Regions from separate parts of the Zea mays genome. Here region 2 is linked to region 1. The links are chromatin contacts, called in public Hi-C maps. All regions are on one chromosome and are shown on one strand. The core of a region is the stretch at or near the end of the contact, and the rest is flanking DNA. Distances in the headings are between cores, read along the strand shown. Region 1 holds the start of LOC100275131. Region 2 holds the start of LOC100273563.

Region 1 (6,194 bases), core at 2,712-5,211:
GCCAAACCGCCGCGCGTGGTGCGCACGACCGCCCAGCGGTTACAAGCGACCCCCCACTTTTGCCCAGACCAACGGGCGGAAGGGGCGGGCAGCCGTGCAGGCGGCATGCAACCGCGCCAGGTGGACGCGCTTCTCCGACTTCTGACACGCCAGCTTGGAAGCCCAGGCCCACGCGTCAAGCAATCGGCGCGCCAGTTGCTGCATGCAAGCAACCGCACCGCCACTCGTGCCACCGTCGCGCCTCTCGGTTGTGGAGCCTATGCCGCGACTCGAGGCGACCCAACAGCGCCAGCCTGGCGCGTCGGTCAAAGCGATCGGAAGTGGGCCGGCAGTAATGGCGGTGGCAGGCGGGCGGGCGCAGCAGTCACGTCGTCAGCCAGGCTCACGTCTCATCCTGGGACAACAAGAGAGCCTCCTCTCACGGCGTGAAGACGGTGCACCCGTGACCCGTTCCTCAAACGGATCGCGCACGCGCAACGGCCGCCCCGCCAACTACACGCCCCGTCGCATTAACTCCGCGGTGGGACACGCGGCGCCTCTGGCGGGAGAAGCGCGCGACGCTTCGCCTTCGCCGTAATAACCGCGTCAAAAAGAGGTACGCCACGTCATTCGATTTCGTATCCTTTTCCTTTTTCCTCTTTCTCCATCTCTTGCAACAGGGACCGGGAAAGGGGGATACCCCGAAAAGGACCCTTCTCCGCGAAGGAACCGGGCTCCGAGCCCCCCCTACTGATCAGGGGTTCGAAGGCTGGCCCTCCGAAGGGTTCAACAGTCGCCTCAGATCGCGTGGGCCCGACACCCACTACTGGTCAGGGGTTCGAAGGCCAGCCCCCCGAAGGGTTCCATGGCCGCCTCAGGCTACTCGGGCTCCGCGCCCATTACTGATCAGGGGTTCGAAGGCTGGCCCCCGAAGGGTTCACAGTCGCCTCAGACACCGAGCGAGGGATGACCAGGGGTACGTTCGATACATAACCGAGGCTCAGGCTGCGCTCCCGAGGTACCCTAGGACATTTCCGAGACCAGCGGGAACGATCTTGTAACGGAATCCCATCGGAGGGAGGCATCGAGCCCTCGGACCCCATCGCCAGGGGACCGGGTCCGGCAAATCACCCGCAGGTACTTTTGGGCGTGCCTCTAGGCCCCTAGCCAACCCCCAACGAACGGGGCACGGACGTCCACTCGGATTACCCGCTTGCAGCTCGCCGGAGACACCATGTTCGGTGCCCATCGAGGGTAACATGGCGCACTCCCCCCCTCCTCCTTGCGGAAAGGCGACGTAGGGGCGTATGTAAAAAGCCGAGTCTGTCCCTGATCGTCCTCTCGCCCTGTGCAGAGGCTCGGGGGCTGCTCTCGCAAAAACCGGCTCCGGCCGAACCGTTGACAGCGTCAACATACCAGCCCGAGAGCTTGGGCCCCGACCGTGCACCCGGGCTACGGCCAGTTCGCATGAGGGAACGACCAGACCAGCCGAAGCATTACGCAAGGTATTAAGACCTCGAAGGAGTGTAACCACTCCTCCGAGGCCTCGGGGGCTACACCCGGCGGGTGCGCTCGCGCGCACCCACCGGAACGAAATGCAACCGAGAAAGGCAGGTCCCCTTGCAAAAAAGTGCGACGAAAGCCTCCAAGCGAGTGCTAACACTCCCTTCGAGGCTCGGGGGCTACTGTCGGGGACCATAATTAGGGGTACCCTCAAGACGCCTAATTCTCAGCTCGTAACCCCCATCAGCATAAAGCTGCAAAGGCCTGATGGGTACGATTAAGTCAGGGATCGGTCCACACGAGTGACTCGATCACGCTTCACCCGAGCCTAGCCTCGGCCAAAGGCAGCCGACCTCGAGAGACTTCCGTCTCGCCCGAGGCCCCCCTTTTTACGGCGGACACATCACCGGCTCGCCCGAGGCCTTGGCTTCGCTCAGAAGCAACCCTGACTAAATCGCCACACCGACTGACCAAGTTGCAGGAGCATTTAACGCAAAGGTGGCCTGACACCTTTATCCTGACACGCGCCCCCCCCCCCGGCAGAGCCAAAGTGACCGCCGTCACTCCACCGCTCCTCTGACCGGTCTGACAGAAGGACAGTGCCGCCTGCGCCACTCCGACTGCGGTGCCACTCGACAGAGTGAGTCTGACAGGCAGTCAGGCCTTGCCAAAGGCGCTACGGCGAACTCCGCTCCGCCCGACCCCAGGGCTCGGACTCGGGCTAAGACCCGGAAGACGGCGAACTCCGCTCCGCCCGACCCCAGGGCTCGGACTCGGGCTAAGACTCGGAAGACGGCGAACTCCGCTCCGCCCGACCCCAGGGCTCGGACTCGGGCTAAGACCCGGAAGACGGCGAACTCCGCTCCGCCCGACCCCAGGGCTCGGACTCGGGCTAAGACCCGGAAGACGGCGAACTCCGCTCCGCCCGACCCCAGGGCTCGGACTCGGGCTAAGACCCGGAAGACGGCGAACTCCGCTCCGCCCGACCCCAGGGCTCGGACTCGGGCTAAGACCCGGAAGACGACGAAACTCTACCTCGCCCGACCCCCGGGCTCGGACTCCGCCCTGCCCTCGGCCGAACGACTTCCGCCTCGCCCGACCCCATGGCTCGGGCTCGGCCTCGGCAACAGAGGACAGTCTCAACCTCGGCTTCGGAGGAGCCCCCACGTCACCCTGCCTAGGGCACAGACCCGCCACGTCAACAGGAAGCGCCATCATCATCCTACCCCGAATCGACTCGGGTCACGGAGAACAAGACCGGCGTCCCATCCGGCCAACTCCGCCGGATGGGCAATGATGGCGCTCCACAAGCTCTGTGACGACGGCGGCCCCCAGCTCTCTTACGGAAGCAGGGCGACGTCAGCAAGGATTCGACCGCTCCAACAGCTGTCCCTCCGCCAGGCTCCGTCGCACCTCCGACAGCCACGACATCATGCCAGCAAGGTGCCAAGACCTCTCCGGCTGCCACATTGGCATGTACCTAGGGCGCTAGCTCTCTCTCCGCTAGACACGTAGCACTCTGCTACACCCCCCATTGTACACCTGGATCCTCTCCTTACGACTATAAAAGGAAGGACCAGGGCCTTCTTAGAGAAGGTTGGCCGCGCGGGACCGAGGACGGGACAGGCGCTCTCTTGGGGCCGCTCGCTTCCCTCACCCGCGTGGACGCTTGTAACCCCCCTACTGCAAGCACACCTGACCTGGGCGTGGGACGAACACGAAGGCCGCGGGACTTCCACCTCTCTCACGCTCGACTCCGGCCACCTCGCCTCTCCCCCCTTCGCGCTCGCCCACGCGCTCGACCCATCTGGGCTGGGGCACGCAGCACACTCACTCGTCGGCTTAGGGACCCCCCTGTCTCGAAACGCCGACAGATAGAAAATATGGAAAAACGAGAATAGCTAGCGACGAGCAAATAGATAGGAGATTTCACGTATTCTAAGAAACTGAGTGTATTACGTGTGGGACCAAGTATTAGTGGTGAGATAAATTATTATTTTTATTCTTCTCCCACCTCCACAGTCACTTTTCGCTGCTAGGCTTACACCAAATTCCTAGGACAGCTGTTGTTTAAGAAGAATAAAATCTTCCTTTTTCGAAAAGAAAATAGATGGTTGCTTTTTAGTCGTACCAACAAGCTTTTATGGGTGCAGGTTGACAAGCACGTGATTTCGTTTGTTTAAAAAAAATGGACAAGCACGTGCATGTTATATTGGCACGGTATACTTGCACGCGAGAAATTCATTTGCTGTACCTTGGACGCACATGGCCCTCCCCTCTTGCCGAGTTCAGAGGCCTGCTCCTCTCTGCGAAGAGACGACCCACTCGTCAGAGACACCCAGTGATCCATATGGCAACGGTCAAGTGCCCGCCATCCGCCAATGCCAAGCGACTCCAACGGATACTTTCGCAGCTAACAGCTTTTCTATTTTCCCCTTCCCAGTTCCGACACCCGCGCTCATAACCCTCTGTTCCCACGCCCCCTCTGCCCCACTCCCAAAATCTTGACGCCTGACGTCCCCACAAGTGATCGGCATGAGTAACACAGCTGAGGAAAACACTGGCGGCGGCGGCGGCGGCAGCACCCCGACGCGCGTTGTGGTAGTCGAGCGCGTGGTGACGGTGGAGTACCTGGAGCCGTCCATGTCGCGGGAGCTGCTGGGCAAGTTCCCGGACCCATCCGCCTTCGACTTCGACTACTCGCAGAGCGGAATCTGGTCGCCGCTCAACAAGGTCCCGCGCGGCGGCGCGTGCGAGCCCGAGACGGCCGACGCCACCAACTCCTCGACCGACTTCCTCATCGCCAACCCGAAGCGCAGGGCGAGGGCCGGCGGCCGGCCCAAGGACTCGGCCGGCGGCGGGAGGTCCAGGTGGAGGCGCAGACGGCTGCGGCGAGACGGGTCCTTCCTGGACCTCCACGAGACTGGCAGGGCCAGGCTCGACTTCTCGCCGCCGGCACCTTCCCCCGCGAAGGTAGTAGCCGCCCACTTGCCTTCATTAAGCTTTGCTGAAATAGTCGTGAGCAATTGAGCATCACGCGGGTTTCCACTGATTGGTTGGACTTGGGGGCGGTTCAGGAGGGGTGGAGGTGGGTGCTCAAGGCGGCCATCAGGAAGTTCAAGGCGCGGCAGCGGCGGTCCCGGCAGGCTCCCCTGCTCCAGATGGTCCTCCCCATGCTGTGATGATCGATCGATCGATCTCGCGCGCTCACACGAATTGTGCTTGCCTTTTGTTTCCACTTGTTCCATCACAGTTCTATTCATTGCATCCGGACGCTGGTCCATGCCTCGCCTGTATTATAGTTGAGTTCAGATTTGCTTCAAGTTGTATTGTAACCGTGTAATGCAGCTAATGCTCTTGCTGGAGAAATATATTGGTGTACATCTTTTCATTCGATTTCAATCCCTTCAGGCTCCAAGTGAGAGGAGGATATTCATGGAACAATGCAGGGATCACTGGATCAGGGTGCTAGGAACTTCTGTGACAGGCTTCCACCATTTCCACGTGTCGTTGATAAACATGCAAGTGTCAAAACTGATCTTAGCATAAGCATATGGTACATAAACATATAGCAAATGTACATAGGATCTTAAGCAAAATCTAACACATGATCACGACTCATACAGATACAGAAGAATTAAGTAGATGGGTGCCAGACCAACGTTAGACATCGCCATCAGTGGTTTTTGTGTCGCTCCCACCTGGCGCTTATCCAGCCGCCCGGAATTATAAAAAAAAAATGAGACAAGTGGGATCCAAACACAGGATGCAAGGATCTAAGCCCCACGCCTTAACCACTACAGCTCTTGCTACTTTGTGTTATATAAAAGGTAGATGATAATAATTTGAAAATTAAAAAATCGTGTTTGAATAAAGAAATAATTGGATCTATATCATTAAAAGATTACAACTTTATATATATATCATAGACTCCACCTATCATTGACTCATGGGAAATGTTTACAAATATGATATATAAAAACTATAGTAATGTATAATCAACTAATATATAGAAACCATAGTGTCATCTAACTATTAGTCGTAGACATAGTAGATAAGTGTGGTTCGACGGCATAGGGTTTGGGAACCATCTGCAAGTGCAGGGGCGACACTTTGTTAGGCTAGTCTGGTGTACAAGCACCAAGGTAGATGCAAATTTTATCAAAGAGTTGATTCTGGGAGCTTGAATATAGTAATATATTGGAAAAAAGACATGTCCTCCTTACGCTGGCATTACGTATGATTGCTCTTTCTTCATGATTGAACGGCCGTTTAGGCAAAACGAGCTTAGTAAAGTTTACCAAAGAGTTGATTCTGCAAAGGGGAAAAAAAGGAAGACGATTCTGGTAGAAAACTGAGCAGCAACATAAGATCCTTTTTCCTAGCTTCTCTGGCTAACACTGATGTTCCTGGCTGCAGGAAGCCGGGAATAAGCTACAAACTCTCTTCAGCCATGGCTACTAAGAAACACTAGACATGACGTGCTACAAAAGTACAGTGACTACGTTTCACCCAGTCCATCACCCTCTCCATGAAGATAGGAGTACATAGCATCATCTGGCCGTGGCCTCAACACAGATTACTGCGGAGTTTCTCGGTGCCCCCATACCACCTTGCTTGCGCGTGCAAATGAGTGAAGCTGTGAGCTTCTTTGGACGGGAAGCTAGAAAGCTTTTTCTGAAATGGTCACGAGGCAGAAATTAGTGTCAGTA
Region 2 (6,194 bases), core at 2,256-4,755, 180 kb after region 1:
TGCCAAAGGTTCACACTAAGCCAATAAAAAGACCAAGAAAAGGGTTCAACAAAGAGAGCAAGGGATAACCGAAGGCTACCCTGGTCTGGCGCACCGGACTGCCGGTGTGCCACCGGACAGTGTCTGGTGCACCAGGGAACTCCAAGCTAAACTTCGCACCTTCGGGAAAACGCAGAGGCGCTCCGCTATAATTCACCGGACTGTCCGGTGCCCCAGAGGAGTGCGACTCTGAACTCGCCAGCTTCGGGAATCCGCTCCGCTATAATTCACCGGACATGTCCGGTGCACACCGGACTGTCCGGTGAGCCAGCGGAGCAACGGCTATTCCGCGCCAACGGTCACCTGCTACAGCATTAAATGCGCGCCAGCGCGTGCAGAGGAGCAGAGCACGCGCGGGTGGCACACCGGACAGCCTACAGGGCTTGTCCGGTGCACCACCGGACAGCCAGGCGGGCCCACAAGTCAGAGCTCCAACGGTCGGAACCCAACGGCCTGGTGACGTGGCTGGCGCACCGGACTGTCCGGTGCGCCATGCGACAGCAGCCTCCACCAAACGGCTAGTTTGGTGGTTGGGGCTATAAATACCCCAACCACCCCACATTCAAGTTATCCAAGTTTTCCACCTTCTAACTACTTATAAGAGCTAAGCATTCAATACAAGACACACCCAAGTGATCAAATCCTCTCACAATTCCACACAAGGCTTTAGTGATTAGTGAGAGAGATTTGTTGTGTTTTTTTGAGCTCTTGCGCTTGGATTGCTTCCTTCTTTCATTCTTTCTTGCGATCATCTCATTTGTAAGCAAGGCAAGAGACACCAACTCGGTCCAAGGGACCGTTTGAGAGAGGAAAAGGGTTGAAAGAGACCCGGTCTTTGTGACCACCTCAACGGGGAGTAGGTTTGAGAGAACCGAACCTCAGTAAAACAAATCCTTGTGTCACACTTCCCATTCGCTCGCGATTTGTTTTGCGCCCTCTCTCAGACTCGTTTTATATTTCTAACGCTAACCCGACTTGTAGTTGTGATTAGCATTGTAAATTTCAGTTTCGCCCTATTCACCCCCCCCCCCTCTAGGCAAATTTCAATTGGTATCAGAGCCAGGTTCTTCATTAGAGCCTAACCGCTCGAAGTGATGTCGGGAGATCACGCCAAGAAGGAGATGGAGACCGGCGACAAGCCCACTACAAGCCACGGGAAGGCTACATCGGAAGAGTCCCGCAACAAAGGGAAGGGGAAGGAGAAGAAAGCCTCTTCCCACAAGTCGCATCGGAGTGGCGACAAGAAAAAGAAGATGAGGAAGGTGGTCTACTACGAGACCGATACTTCATCACCTTCCACCTCCGGCTCCGACGCGCCGTCCATTACTTCTAAGCGCCATGAGCGCAAGAATTTTAGTAAGATCCCCCTACGCTATCCTCGCATTCCTAAACATACGCCTTGTGTCACACTTCCCATTCGCTCACGATTTGTTTTGCGCCCTCTCTCGGACTCGTTTTATATTTCTAACGCTAACCCGGCTTGTAGTTGTGATTAACTTTGTAAATTTCAGTTTCGCCCTATTCACCCTCCCTCTAGGCGACTTTCAGTAACAGATTGCAATAGCCCTGCAACTAAAAGTTAACACAGAAACAGAAATAGTTTAACTAAGCTCATAATTCCTTGCAAACCTTGGCTTGTAATAGACAGTGAACATACTACCAGTGTTCACTGCATGCCTTGTTGTTGCAAGAACACCAAGATGCATATTGTGGCTTGATATGACTGAAGATGTGATAGTGGTTTGGTGCCTCAGTGCACGTCGAACTCCAACACGTAGCTCCCCATTCTCACCTCCATCATGTAAAAATTAAGGAACCAGGTATTGGTATGGTAGTCAACGGTCAAAAAGGAGAGTTAAGAGCAACCAACATTAACTGCTCATCATAGCACCTGAGAATATATGAAGGCATCCCCCGCGACAAGACGCTTGGCGATCACAAAAACACTCCAACCACTTTGCAGGAGATGTCTCCGTGGCTGACCTATCAAATGCTAAGTTGTAAATTTTAACAGGTATAAGATCATTAACTATCCAAGTTACAATTTAGGTCACCAACAACAGAACACAAATTCATAAACCAAATAAACTAAGTATGAAAAAGAATAATTGATAAAATGACTACTATCATCCAAAAATAAAAAAACCGACGGCCGGAGTGGGATATTTATATACACGGAGGTCGGCGCCGACCTCGGCGCCAAGATCCACGACGCCGAGGTACTGCCACGTCAGATCCACGTAGACATCGACTCTTACATGTACACGCCAAACTAATTGACACCGATACGTTGTAGCTCGGCGCCAATAGTGATGACGCCGAGCTGAGGGTTCATTTTTTGAAATGAAACTGAAAAGGACGTATTTGTGAAAATAAAACCTAAAAAGGGCTAAAATGCAAAAAAAAGACGGTCGCCACTACCGCTCACATGAACGCATGAACAACTCTGTCATTAAGGAGAAGAAGATGGAAGTGAATAGAGATAAAAGTGGATATGGGCAGATTAAAAATAGATATATGTACCTCATATTAGACGGTGAAAACTCGTGGAGAAAATAAGAAAATACAGTCGCCGAGGCCTCTTATCCCACCTTTTATCTCATTTTTCAAACTCTACCCTCTAAAACACTATCTGTCAGTTTGGTTACCCGCATCGTCTCATCTTAGACTACTGCATATGTTGACTTTGTTTAAGCTTTTGTTTAGTTACCTGTATACAGCAGGCGCAAACCTCATCAGCGGATGCAAAACAAGTCATTTTGTAACCATTTAATTGCATTAGCTCATACACGAGAAGCCAGAAAACTGTCGTATGCAGTCAGCCAGGGCCATCGAAGGCTGTACATCTAAACATAATATGTTTGTTTAGTTTTAATCCATATCAGCTTATACTGTTTTTGTCTATAAATTATAATTACAACAGTTTAAATAACCGGCTTCATCTAATCAAACGATATCCTTAAAAAATGTTTTGCATGCCATGTACATCCTCGACCTCGACCTAACCCTACAAGTAGATCGCGGGAGGACCGGAGGAGCAAGCGCAGCCGCGCAGGACGGCACAAAGGTACACGTACGCCACAACCGTACAAGTAGATCGCTGGACCGGAGGAGCAAGCGCAGCCCACAGCCAGTAAAACCGCGGGGCCCATGTGTAGGCCATAGGACGGACCAGCGGCCACAGGCCCACAAAACCGGCAGCGCGCCCCGGTGCTTTCTCTCTCTTCCTTTGCCTTATCCTCTTCGCTTCCCTGTGCTGTGGGCTCCACCATCCCTATCAGCCACCAACCTACCAGCAAACATAGTCACTGACACCAGGACCGACGAAACCCATTCCCCACATGTCAGTGGTGAAAATCTGCTGTTCTAGCTGAGTGTCTACTCACGACACGTGGAACTCACGCCCCGCTTCGACTCTCAGCTTAACCTTTCTTCTCCGCCTCTCCCTCCTTCCCTGTCGCTCTCTCCCCGTTCTGGTTTTCGTCTAATCTAGATTGGATGGGATGATGATTCGAGGCGTTAGCTTATTTTAGCTGTAATCCCAGACTAAACCCTGGCTCGTTGGTTCGGCGGCCTCCCGGTGAGAATCGCATCTCCAATCAGGTGGTTCTATCCTCCTCCCTGTTAATTTGGCGCGATTTTTTCGGTGGTTGTTGATCTTTTCAGCGTGCCGTCGCAGCGCTTGCGATTTTCCCTCTCGCTTTGGTGATTGCGGTTGCGGGTTGGGATTTCGGGCATTCTTGTGCTTTTCTCACTCTCTCGTGGTAATTTGTGAATAACATTTGATGCAGTTAGTTACCTTGGGGATATTTGTGTTTCAATCAATGGACAATCGTACGGTCGCAGGATTTATGCTTTGCTCTCCCCGTAGGCGATGGCTGCGTTTGTTGTGGTAGGGGTAGGATCAATTTATCCTAGTGGGGTTGATTGCACTTAGGACTGGCAGTGTGTCGTTGTAACTTTGTAATAAGAAGCTCGATTGCGTGGAACTGTAAATCTTGTCTCTGGCCAGTGGCCACTGGCCATGCCATGTGGGCTTGTTTACTGTCGTGGGTAAAAATAAAATCTGACAAACAGTGTGATGTTTTGATTGTGCCTGCAGGATGGAGACGAAGAAAGTGGAGTCTGTCCCTGGTCATAATCACGCGGGGAGTGGATGATAAGATCATAAAAATCAGACAATCATCGGTCACAACTCATACTGTTGTGTCTTTTTAACCCCTGAGCCACCGAGGCCAGGAGTGATTGATTGGTTTAAGCTCAGCGCACCCAGAGTCTGTGACATTCATGGGTAGTGCCTGTTCGAGGAAGAGGGGCCAGCTGGTCCAAGAGGATGATCTCTACAGTGCGAGGTTCTCCAAGAGCGGCAGCTTCAAGTGGCTGCTGCATACGCTGCCCCGCAGCAACTTTGCTGATGTGCAGCGGAGAGCACAGGGCCCAGCTCCAAACCGGTGCCCGTCGCTTGTGGAGCTGTGCGTGGCCAAAGTCTGCAAGGTGTTTTATTGCCTTTTTTGTTTTTCAGTTTCTGAAGAGTGAACTTGTTCTTGGCTGAATTGATGGGATGATTGCAGGACATAAATATGTATTCTGATTTATCCCTGCTGCCCAGAGATCTTAGTCAGCAGATATTCAATGAGCTGGTGGAATGTGGATGCCTCACGGAGGCATCGCTTGGGGCTTTCCGTGATTGCGATTTGCAGGTGATGATTCTGTTCTTGTTTGGCACACCATTCTAGGTGAACTTAAACACATGGAGTTTTCCACTATTGTGTGAAAATTTAAGGAATGTTATAACATAACTTTGCGTTTCCTGTGGAATATGAACAATGATGTATAGTCGTCAAATCGATCAGACCATGATATCTACTACTCCCACTGACCCAAATTACACGACATTTTAGCTTTTCTAGGTACATAGCAATGCGATGTGTAGCGTATTAAAAACTAAAAAGACGAAACAATCTATTATCTGGAATGGTGGGAGTATTAAGGAACGACAAAGGCATCTTAGCAAGCCTTGATATCTACTGTTATGTAGGGGCTTGAATAGCCTAGTCTTAAGATTACTGTCATGCACTATTGCACTACGCTGAGCAGGACCTAACATGGGACATCTCTTCACAGGATATTTGTCTGGGAGACTACCCTGGAGTTACTGATGCTTGGATGGAAGTAGTGGCTTCTCAAGGGCAGTCCTTGCTATCTGTTGACCTCTCTTGCTCGGATGTCACTGATAGTGGATTCAATCTTCTTAAAGATTGCTCAAGCATGCAAAGTTTGGCATGTGATTATTGTGATCAAATCTCAGAACATGGACTTAAGACATTATCAGGTCAGTGTTACGCTGATAGCACAACAGCTGAGTTTGCTGTCAGCTGTATGATATTGTTGTGTCAACTTAGTGTAGTATTAGAGATCTTATTTTTGTTACTCTGCCACAATAATCTCCTAACTTTGTAGGCTTTTCAAACTTGACATCACTGAGCATTAAGAAATGTGCTGCTGTTACTGCTGAAGGAGCAAAAGCCTTTGCAAACTTAGTTAATTTGGTAAACTTAGACCTCGAGCGTTGTCCAAAGATTAATGGTGGGCTTATACATTTAAAAGGTATCCCTTTCTTTCTAAGCTCGTCAGTCATTAATTATATGCGAACCATCACCTTATCTGCAGGCTGTGGCAGGCTTAGTAGCACCAGTTAATGTTTGTTACCAAGACAATGCTGTTTGAACGTGAATAATGCTTATCAAAAGTTCAAAAGACTTAGTAGCACCAGTTAATGTTTGACCATGACAATGTTGTTTGAACGCGAATAATGATTATCTTTGCATGTTCCAAGTCACTAGACTGGAGAAACTTGTACACACCTATGATGTGAATTCAGCTCATTCTCCATTATATTAATGCTTCAAACTTAAATTCCACCAGATGCAATGACAAACTTTGTGATGCAGGCTTGAAAAAACTGGAAAAACTGAATCTGAGATACTGTAATGGCATCACAGATTCAGACATGAAATATTTGTCAGGTAGTACTTCTCCTTAGCTGACTGTTGTAAAATGCATATCAGTATATCATAACTTACAATGATCTCAAGGTTAACATATAGCATTTTCCTTATGTAGATCTCACGAATTTGAGAGAGCTACAGCTCTCT

The links. Hi-C and Micro-C count contacts between places; a contact is called where the count stands out from the background.
Region 2: a Hi-C map of tassel shows a contact between it and region 1, with 1.8 times the contacts expected there. The contact joins the promoter of LOC100273563 here to the promoter of LOC100275131 in region 1. A contact is called at or near these places in 2 of 25 Hi-C or Micro-C datasets (ear and tassel).

What each region holds. Positions count from the first base shown.
Region 1 is chr2:32,527,979-32,534,172 of Zm-B73-REFERENCE-NAM-5.0, forward strand. It overlaps LOC100275131, which reads left to right and starts at 3,962. Exons shown (of 2, transcript NM_001176327.1): 1 at 3,962-4,455; 2 at 4,560-4,924. The coding sequence starts at 4,018. The coding sequence ends at 4,664. LOC542148 (adenine phosphoribosyltransferase 1) reads right to left here. Exons shown (of 7, transcript NM_001351712.1): 7 at 5,758-6,159.
Region 2 is chr2:32,710,974-32,717,167 of Zm-B73-REFERENCE-NAM-5.0, forward strand. It overlaps LOC100273563, which reads left to right and starts at 3,506. Exons shown (of 16, transcript NM_001147981.2): 1 at 3,506-3,645; 2 at 4,142-4,533; 3 at 4,611-4,739; 4 at 5,164-5,371; 5 at 5,500-5,646; 6 at 5,991-6,065; 7 at 6,163-6,194. The coding sequence starts at 4,327.